Regions from separate parts of the Mus musculus genome. Here regions 1 and 3 are each linked to region 2. The links are chromatin contacts, called in public Hi-C and HiChIP or PLAC-seq maps. All regions are on one chromosome and are shown on one strand. The core of a region is the stretch at or near the end of the contact, and the rest is flanking DNA. Distances in the headings are between cores, read along the strand shown.

The links. Hi-C and Micro-C count contacts between places; a contact is called where the count stands out from the background. HiChIP or PLAC-seq counts read pairs in DNA pulled down with a chosen protein or histone mark.
Region 1: a Hi-C map of the HPC-7 cell line shows a contact between it and region 2, with 1.6 times the contacts expected there. The contact joins the enhancer-like site here to the promoter of Ltv1 in region 2. A contact is called at or near these places in 6 of 39 promoter capture datasets (the 3T3-L1 cell line, 3T3-L1-derived adipocytes, the HPC-7 cell line and 3 more), 2 of 484 Hi-C or Micro-C datasets (the HPC-7 cell line and uterus), 2 of 115 datasets of contacts at active chromatin or transcription factors (bone marrow-derived macrophages and craniofacial prominence) and 3 of 9 other capture datasets (adipose tissue, liver and macrophages).
Region 3: a contact with region 2 is called in an H3K4me3 HiChIP or PLAC-seq map of bone marrow-derived macrophages, with 2.6 times the contacts expected there. The contact joins the enhancer-like site here to the promoter of Ltv1 in region 2. A contact is called at or near these places in 6 of 39 promoter capture datasets (cranial neural crest, embryonic stem cells, macrophages and 3 more), 2 of 484 Hi-C or Micro-C datasets (bone marrow-derived macrophages and neural stem cells), 2 of 115 datasets of contacts at active chromatin or transcription factors (bone marrow-derived macrophages and craniofacial prominence) and 3 of 9 other capture datasets (adipose tissue, embryonic stem cells and macrophages).

Annotation. Positions count from the first base shown.
Region 1 is chr10:13,376,559-13,379,416 of GRCm38.p6, reverse strand. The region is part of intron 1 of Phactr2 (phosphatase and actin regulator 2); the gene reads left to right. Among named protein-coding and RNA genes, the nearest start is that of Phactr2, 96 kb to the left of the region's middle. Within about 2 kb of position 1,251, at least 20 of the 459 cell types and tissues checked have an H3K27ac peak or open chromatin away from gene starts, as enhancers often do. A contact at or near this core is called in the HPC-7 cell line, where this site is marked.
Region 2 is chr10:13,191,776-13,194,491 of GRCm38.p6, reverse strand. It overlaps Ltv1 (LTV1 ribosome biogenesis factor), which reads left to right and starts at 1,355. Exons shown (of 11, transcript NM_181470.4): 1 at 1,355-1,464; 2 at 2,253-2,384. The coding sequence starts at 1,462.
Region 3 is chr10:13,409,431-13,412,220 of GRCm38.p6, reverse strand. All of the region lies in intron 1 of Phactr2 (phosphatase and actin regulator 2), which reads left to right. Among named protein-coding and RNA genes, the nearest start is that of Phactr2, 64 kb to the left of the region's middle. Within about 2 kb of position 1,325, at least 3 of the 459 cell types and tissues checked have an H3K27ac peak or open chromatin away from gene starts, as enhancers often do. A contact at or near this core is called in bone marrow-derived macrophages, where this site is marked.

The sequences.
Region 1 (2,858 bases), core at 2-2,501, 190 kb before region 2:
GAGTCCGGAAGTGAGGCATCTGTTCCATCAGTTCTCAGGAGCCTTTGAAAGGTTTTAGGTAAAGAGGTGATGTGATTGTACCTGATGAACTCAAGACATGTCAATATTTGGAAGGGCAGGAAGGGAAGCTCCTGAGATGAAATCCACACAACCAGTTCTTAAAAGCAGGCATTACAGAAGGAGCAGGAGGGAGAAGGGGAGGGGAAAAGAGGAGGGGGAGGGAGAGGGAGAGGTAGAGAGAGAGGAAGAGGAGAAGGGAGAGGGAGAGGAAATTTACTATCAGTTCAACCCCACAGTCCTGCTTTTAACATCTTTCCTCCCAACCCCAGCCTCCCCTGGGTGTTTCTTAAAGTGTGTGGAGTTTGACAGTGCAGACTATTCAGAACCTTCTTCCAAATGGACAGCAAAGTCTTAAGGGTAGATGTCATCCCTTAGACATCTTTTGTGTCTTTCAGAGTTGAGGGGTTTGTTCTAAACTCTGGACATCTGTGAGAAACACTTGGTACGTGCTGTCAGAAGTGCCAGCCCCTGTGTTCCACAATGGACAAATGCTGGAAGATTCTGGGGGGACAGGGTGTAAAATGTTGGGTTTTGTAGATAGTCTACCCATACTAATCTGATAGAGTGACCCATGTGAGAACCATCATGGGAGTATCTCCTCCCTCCCTCCCTCCCTCCTCCTCCCCCCTCCGCCATCCTCCTCCTTCCTCCCTCCTCCTCTCTCCCCGCCATACTCCCTACTCCAAGCCTCCCTTCCCTCTCTCTCCATTTCTTCCTCCTTCCCTCTCTCTCTGTCTCCCTCCCTCCCCCCACCTCCCTTTCTCCCTCCCTTTCTCCCTCCCTTTCTTCCTCCCTCCCTCCCCCACTCCCTCCCTCCCTCTCTCCCTTTCTCCTCCTCCCTCTCTCCATCTTCCTCCTGGCTTCCCTCTCTCCCAGCTTGTTTTCTGTGTTTCTCTCCTCACCAATAAAAGACAGTCTACCTGAGAATTTGTGCTTAGGACTTAACCCACTTCCATGAAAAGTGGGTTCAAGGAAATGGCTAAGGTAGAATAATTGTTTCTTGGTGACATAACAGACCTGAGGAAAGAGGGGTGATATAAAAAGCCTATGTCACCAGCTTCCTATATGTCTCCCCTTGTGTGTCTCTCAGGAAGTCTTAAATGTTAAAAGTAAAGACCACAGTAGAAACTCTATCAGACCTCCCCCGAGATGTGCTTCTATGATTGACTGTTGTTAACTGAGTGAGCTGTTGGCTGTTGGGTAGGTATGGGTTGATTGGCACCAATTAGATACTGATGCTGTACTTCCTCTTTCCTGTATCTATAACCACAGATGTTCTGCTTCTAATTAACAAAGACATAGGATCTGTCCTGCCTTACATGTCTGCTTCTGACACACCCAACACACACCATACAATGCACACATATCCCAGAATAAATTTCAGATCATTTTACCCAATATTATAGTATAGATTCATTTGAAAGCTTACCTTTCTGGTGTGTTGATTAATAAATGATGCTTTTACAACAAACTTAATACATATCTTCCAATGAGAACAATGCAACCAACTAAAATCATCTTTTAGAATTTGACTTAATAATGCCAGACAGTTAAGAACGTGCAGATGGAGAGGGTTTTTGACTCTAAGTGTTTGGAGGGATGAAGCATTCAGCCTGGAGAAGAGTCCTAGGGTTGGGCAGTCAAGGCTGCAATCCAGATCTTGCTTTCATCTTCAAAGTTACACGGGCACAGATGTACCTTATACCCCAACTCTGGATACTACAGTCTTAGCTCTTATTCATTCTGCTGCTGCTTTCTGGAAAAGCATCCTGTGTCACACCCAGATCTGGTATGTCTTCTTCCTATAAACAGTGTGGTTCGCCTGGTGGCCCACACCAGGAACCCCAGAAACCCCAGCAACTTGGGAGGTTAAGGTAGGACAAGGCTAAGTTTGACGCCTGCCTGAACTGCATAGTGGGACCCTGTTTCAAAGTAAGCAAATGATTCACGCTGTGAATGAGTTGATATGTGTCCTTAGCAGGACACATAAAATAACCCGCCTCCAACAATATAGGTATCTCCTGCTTTATGTGTTAAGACACTTGATCATTGCTGATGTGAAAGCACACTGCTACCCCAGAATCATAAAGTTCTTCTGCTGTGTGCAAAAATGTTCTGCCAGGTCCCGCTAGAGGTTTGCATGAAACTGTAAACATGGAGCAACTCCCACAAAACTGTTGCAGTCGAGCGGAACAAGAATTCACCACAAGAACCCTCATTCACTTGATCCACTTCCTATGGAAAAACACTCACTGGCTCTCTTTCCCTTACCGAGGCTTGTGTGAAACTCTATCCACACCGCTTGCTTTTAATTTATCACCTGCTACGTACTGATCTGCATTTCATAGACTTGGGTGTTATTTTCTTAGTAATGGAAATTTGGCAGACATCCATGTCTAAAAGCAGCTTAACATGGGAGCATTTTTAATAAAAGGATAAAGCGGAACGTTACTAACTTTGACCTTTGAGAATGGTCAGCGTGGTATACAGAATGAGAAATCTTGGGTTTCCTGTGTGGCGCTTCAGCCTTCCAACCATCCATCTTGTTTACTTCATGGTCCTCAGAACAGACATGGAGAGTTGGGTGAGCCAACTGAATGGCTTAAACAATAAGCATCTTACAGTGCTCATTAACCTGTGGGTCACTTTTTTGAAATTAAGGAAGTTCAAAGGCATGTGTTTAAATAGCCTGACTGTCACAGCGCTTGAAAGAAGCCAGATAGTTGAAAATTAGAGCCAACTTTGTCTTTAAAATGCAGACTCTGTAGAAAACCAGGATTCCTGGAGTGTACATTTAG
Region 2 (2,716 bases), core at 106-2,605:
TCACAGAAAACGTGTTAGGGTGCTCTCCGAGCATGCAGGAAGCCCTGGCTGGCTTCAGTCTTCAGCATCACACACATCGAATACGCCCAACACTAGCGTGATGCAAGTAGGAGGATACGTAGTTCAAGTTGGACAGAAGGCTGGGCTACATGAGACACTGTCTCAAAAAACAAAAACAAAAAACCACCTTGGGTTTTTATTAGTTTTCATCTTAAAAAAATATGCAATCATCAGAGCTTCGGAATTTATTTTATTACATCAAATGCCCCTAAAACCAATAATCTTAGTGTTGTGATCATAAAAAGAGAAAGAGCTATTACGATAAGTTCTGGCGGGGTCTGGGAGAAGGGGGTATAGAGTTTATTCAGGGCATGGAGAGGGGAGTTAAGAAAGTAGACGAGGCAGAGAAAGGCAGAGAGAAGGAGAGAGTAGTGAAGTAGAGGCGGGCCATGACACATGGAGCAAGGGGGGGAGGGAATGGGGAGCAAGAGGGCAAGAGGCAAAAGAAAGGCAAATGAGAGAGGATGGGAGAGGGGGAGACAAGCAGCCCCTTTTATAGGGCCAGGTCTACCTGGCTGTTGCCAGGTAACCGTGGGGCAGCGAATACCTGGCAATTGCCAGGTATCTGTGGGGGTGGAGTCCAGACAGAATACCAACACTTATGGACTGTGCTAAAGGTACGGTTGGGAGTTGTTCATCAAAAAGATGTAATACGAAAACCCTAAAGATGTTAGACTCTGCCTATTGAAGCTAGGCCTTGGTTGGACATTGCTAGGCAACTGATTCCCCTTAGGTCAAGAAGCCAGGGAAGGCCAGGGAGTGGTGGAGCACGCCTTTAATCTCGGGAGGCAGAGGCAGGCGGATTTCTGAGTTTGAGGCCAGCCTGGTCTACAGAGTGAGTTCCAGGACAGCCTAGGGCTACACAGAGAAACCCTGTCTCGAAAAACCAACCAACCAACCAACCAAACAACCAAACAACCAAACAAACAAACAAACATATTAAAAAAAAAAAAAAAGAAGAAGAAGAAGCCAGGGAAGTGACCACTTTCCTGTCATGAACCTGCACAGCCTTGGTCTTGTTTTCGTTTGTTTTTGATTGTTTTTGTTTTGTTTGTTCTGAGTTAAGCACAGGTAAGGAATATCTGAAGCCCCAGGTTGGAACCTGAAACTTGCCCTCAGGTAAGTAGGCTACTCCCTGCCGCCACCAACTCCAGCCAGAAAGCCCCGCCCACTGAAGGTCCTGCTAGCCCCACCTCCCGGAAGTCCCCGGGAAGGTTCTGTCACCGCGGGCTCACGCAACTTCCGGCTACAGCCTAGCGGCTCGCCGGCGATTGGCTCCTTGCCCCGCCATCGTGTGACGTGCTGCCCTAGCCCTGTGGACCCACGTGTGGAGCTGCCGGCAGGTACCGGGGAGCGGCGGTTCGGCTGCCGCGGTTCCGGAGAGGGTGTCCCTGCCTCATCATGGTGAGAAAACCGCGGTGCTCCGGGAGGGAGCCGCTCCCTGCGGCTGACTTAGGCCACTGGCCGCGTGGCTTGGTGCCCCGAGTCCTGTCACTCTCCCGGCACCAGTCACCTTCGTCACCCCCGGGGCACTTCGGAAGGAGAAAGAAGGTTTCCCTTTCGCCAAACGCCCGGAGTTTCCAGTCCTGAAGGCTTTGGGTAACTCCGTCCCTGTGACGCAGAAGCTCCGCCCCCTGCTTCCGGGGTTCACTTGGGCCACTGGGTAGCAACTCTGGTTAGACCCAGAGCTGAAGAGCAAATACGAATGTATCGAGGAGTAAATCATCTGAACCTTAGTTGTCTGTGCCCTAATCTTATTTACTACCTTGTAGATGAAGTGTCTGTCTATATTTTCTTGTGGCAGGCTCCTTGTCTTGTTGATAAAACTTTTCGGGGACCTTCCCAGAGCACCCATTAAGAGAGACTTCAGGCATTTGCTTTTGATTTGAAAATCCTGTTTGATTTTCCCTCTTACTGATTTACTTGCTAAGAGCGGAGAGTTTCTCACACTGCCCCACATATTCCCCAGCACCTTTGAACAAGTGTCTCAGAGTAGGTGCCTAGCCAGGGTTTGTTGGCGAAGGTAAGTATGGATCCTTCAGGAGACAGGGACTCCTGTCCTGTCTGGCTTAGGTGTACAAATCTGAAATATCTGTTCACCCTCCACATGCTTAACTGAGTGTACCTGTGGCTGTGGCGTTGCCCACTGTGTGGGGGTTCTGTTTTATTGACCTTTCCTGATTATTTTGTAGCCTCACAGAAAGAAAAAGCCCTTTATAGAGAAGAAGAAAGCTGTGTCTTTTCACCTGGTCCACCGGAGCCAGCGAGATCCTTTAGCCGCAGATGAAACTGCACCCCAGAGGGTTCTCTTGCCTACACAAAAGGTAGGTCCTGTTCTGGAGCCACTACGTTTTTAGGTGAATGGTAGTTTTGTAGTCCTGAACATGGAACCCAGGGAACTTAAGCATGCCGGGCATTCTCAGAAGTTGGTCCTCTTAAAAAAATAAAAAAAAGAGCTGTGACTCAGTTTCCAGTTTCTGTGCTGATGTTTGATGTTGTGTATTTATTTTGATTGACAGGCTAAAGCATCTTTGAGATTATTAAATAAAGAGATCTTATAGAATATTAGTCAAGTTCACTAGTTCACAGCCTCCATCTGCACAGTATTATTTAGGCTATGGCGGTATGCTCAGTCTCTGCTTTCTCTTGGGATTCC
Region 3 (2,790 bases), core at 76-2,575, 220 kb before region 2:
CATCAGCTTGTTTTAGCACAGCTTCTTTGTATAAACACATCAGCGGAGGGCAGAAGTTCCAAAACGAAAGATGGTTGTGTAATGACTTATTATGAATAACACAACTTCCTAAAGCCAACCTTTTCCAGTTACATCTTCAAATCGTGTTTTTGAAGCAAGATAATTTTAGACTCTTTATAGTAAGAGCGTATTTAGAAAACTTCCCAGGGTGTGACACATTAGACTCAACATATAGCTGGACAAGGAACAAGGGTCTTTATTAAGAAGATCGGTTAGATGATGGTCACTACAATATGTATGAACTAAGGTAAGTGTGACAGTGGAGTGCTAAAAGCTAACTAGGTAGAGGGAGAAATGAGGGTGGCAGGCCTTAGGTGTCCTGGTGTGATGCTAAGGTGACGTCAGTTCCAGGCATATAGCTGAAATACAGGCCCATGGGCCACATTTAGTTGGCTCTGACGAGAAGGCCAGGGACATATCCACAGTCATGAGCACTCAGTAGAGCTGCCTGGGTTGGTAGCTTAATTATTTAAATGTTTCCAGACTCAAATGACTGATGAGCCAACATATTTTTAATTCAGACTTTCAGAGTACACTCTGTAAGACGAGACTTGATACATTCACGATAAAAAGGCTTCCTAGCTATGCCCTGGCCCTTATTTTGATACCCTCCCACATTTTATGTTACAGATGGCCATATGCACCCCAATGAGAAGGAAAGAGAGCCCTGAAATGAATTCTAGAGCACATTGGAACCTTTTCAATAATGAAGACTAGAGGTGTTTTTGTTGTTATTGATCTCAAAGAAGAGAAAGAATGCTCTTAGAACAAAGGAATAGAGCAAAACCGGAATGTTCTACTTAATTTAGCCACCCCAAGATAAACACACAGGGTGAATCATTCGATATTGGTGGTACTGTTTTAGTATTTATTCTGCAGCCTTTTCCCTTCTCCCTTCCAGTCCACTGAGTGGGTGGCTGAGAGGCAGATTCACTCAGGGAAGAGTTTGTTCCTGTTAAGATTCCTGAGTTTTCCTATGGCTTAGACTATTTCTAATCATAATCAGTATCAACTGGGGGGCTTTCCAAATAGGGCTTCCAAGAATAAAAGAATATCTGAAATGTATTCAGTTCGTAGAGATGCCTCAGTGTTAAGCACATCTCTAACCGACAACCTAATCAACTGGCTCAGATGAATTACAGAGGCCTTCTTAAATATATACATCTAGGGTCATTGAACCTTGGTATTTGGCCCTTTAAGACAGGCTATGGAAATGCTTTCCTTGCCTGAGGAAGCCAGAACTATGAGTCATTTTCCTTTACATTTCTCGTGATATAGTATATTTCATGACCATGTCCCCTTTTCTTTCTTGGTCATCCTTTCCTGGGATCATTTCTTGGTAGTTATTTGTGTTGCTGAGACTGTCCTTTGCCTGAGCTGTACCAGGAAAAACTCTTTTACTTGTTTGTGTCCATAAGTTTAAACAAAACCATCAATGATACATGCTTTTTTAAAAAATTGTTTTCTTTATATTTATTTTATGTGCATTAGTGTTTTACCTGCACATATGTCTGTGTGAGGGTGTTGGATTCCCTGGAACTGGAGTTACAGACAGTTGGGAGCTGCTATGTGGGTACTGGGAATTGAACCAATGTCCTCTAGAAGAGCAGTCAGTACTCTTAACCACTGAGTCATCTCTCCAGCCCTGTCATGTTTGACACGCAATGTTCCTAAGAGGCTAATGTATCGGGCAGTGAGGGGGATGTTTCAGGAATACCAGATGCCCCAATCAAAATCACAGCATCCTGATTGCAGGGCTGTGGTTAAGGCAAAGTGTCTACCTGTAAATCCCATGAACTCAGTAGGCTGACCCACACTCCTGACCTCGCTGTCTTGTAACTGGTGTCAACAAGTCTCTACCTGTCAACACAGCTTCCCTTTCTCCCTGCCTGGGTTTTCTCCCAGGGTGCATGACAAGCCCACACCATTCCTTGTGACATTCTGGGTCTTCTTTCTCCTCCTGGCATGTAGCCTACATATGTCCAAGTCATCTGTCTCCATAGCACAGGAGATCATTTTTTTCTCGTTATAGAAGAGGGACAGGAATTCTTTCCAGGGACAAAGTTGCTTACCCTAGCCACCCAGAAGTCAGAGAAACAAGCCTTCTGTCCTACTGGCTGACTTTTCTTCAAGAGAACATCAGCCACTTTGCAGTGTTAACTCCCACAATTGCTCCAAAACTGGCTTCCCAGTGGGTGGTGAAGACCAGGCAATGGCTAACTGTGACAGCTCCCTTGAGCCACCATCTAGAACATAAAATTCCCACTCTGCCCAATTCTCACGCCAAATGCGGGAGCACTAGGTCCTAACAGGTGGTAAGACTCATGGTATGGTCACAGCTCAGTATTGTCTTTCCCTGGATTCTTGCATTTCTCTTCTGTTATATTTTTATCTTGTGAAGAGCCAGCTATGAAAGGGTTAGAGGGACCTCCCCATCCCCAGCAATACTCTTCTCTTTACATACAGTTGCACTTGAGTTCTTGTTAAACCATTTTTTTTTAATGTTTGGCATAGGCCTAAATCCTGTTGCTGTTAACTGAGGGGGCATACGGAGTCTGTAAAATCCTCCATATCTACTACAGTGGCAGTCTGTGTTATTGGAATTCTAGTAGTTCACTACAGCTCAAATCATACTACTTGGTTCCCTTCAGTGGTCCCTCAGACTATCAGTCAGATCGTCTACCATTTCCCAATCCACAAAACCTCAGGTGTGCCTGTGAAAGCAACATT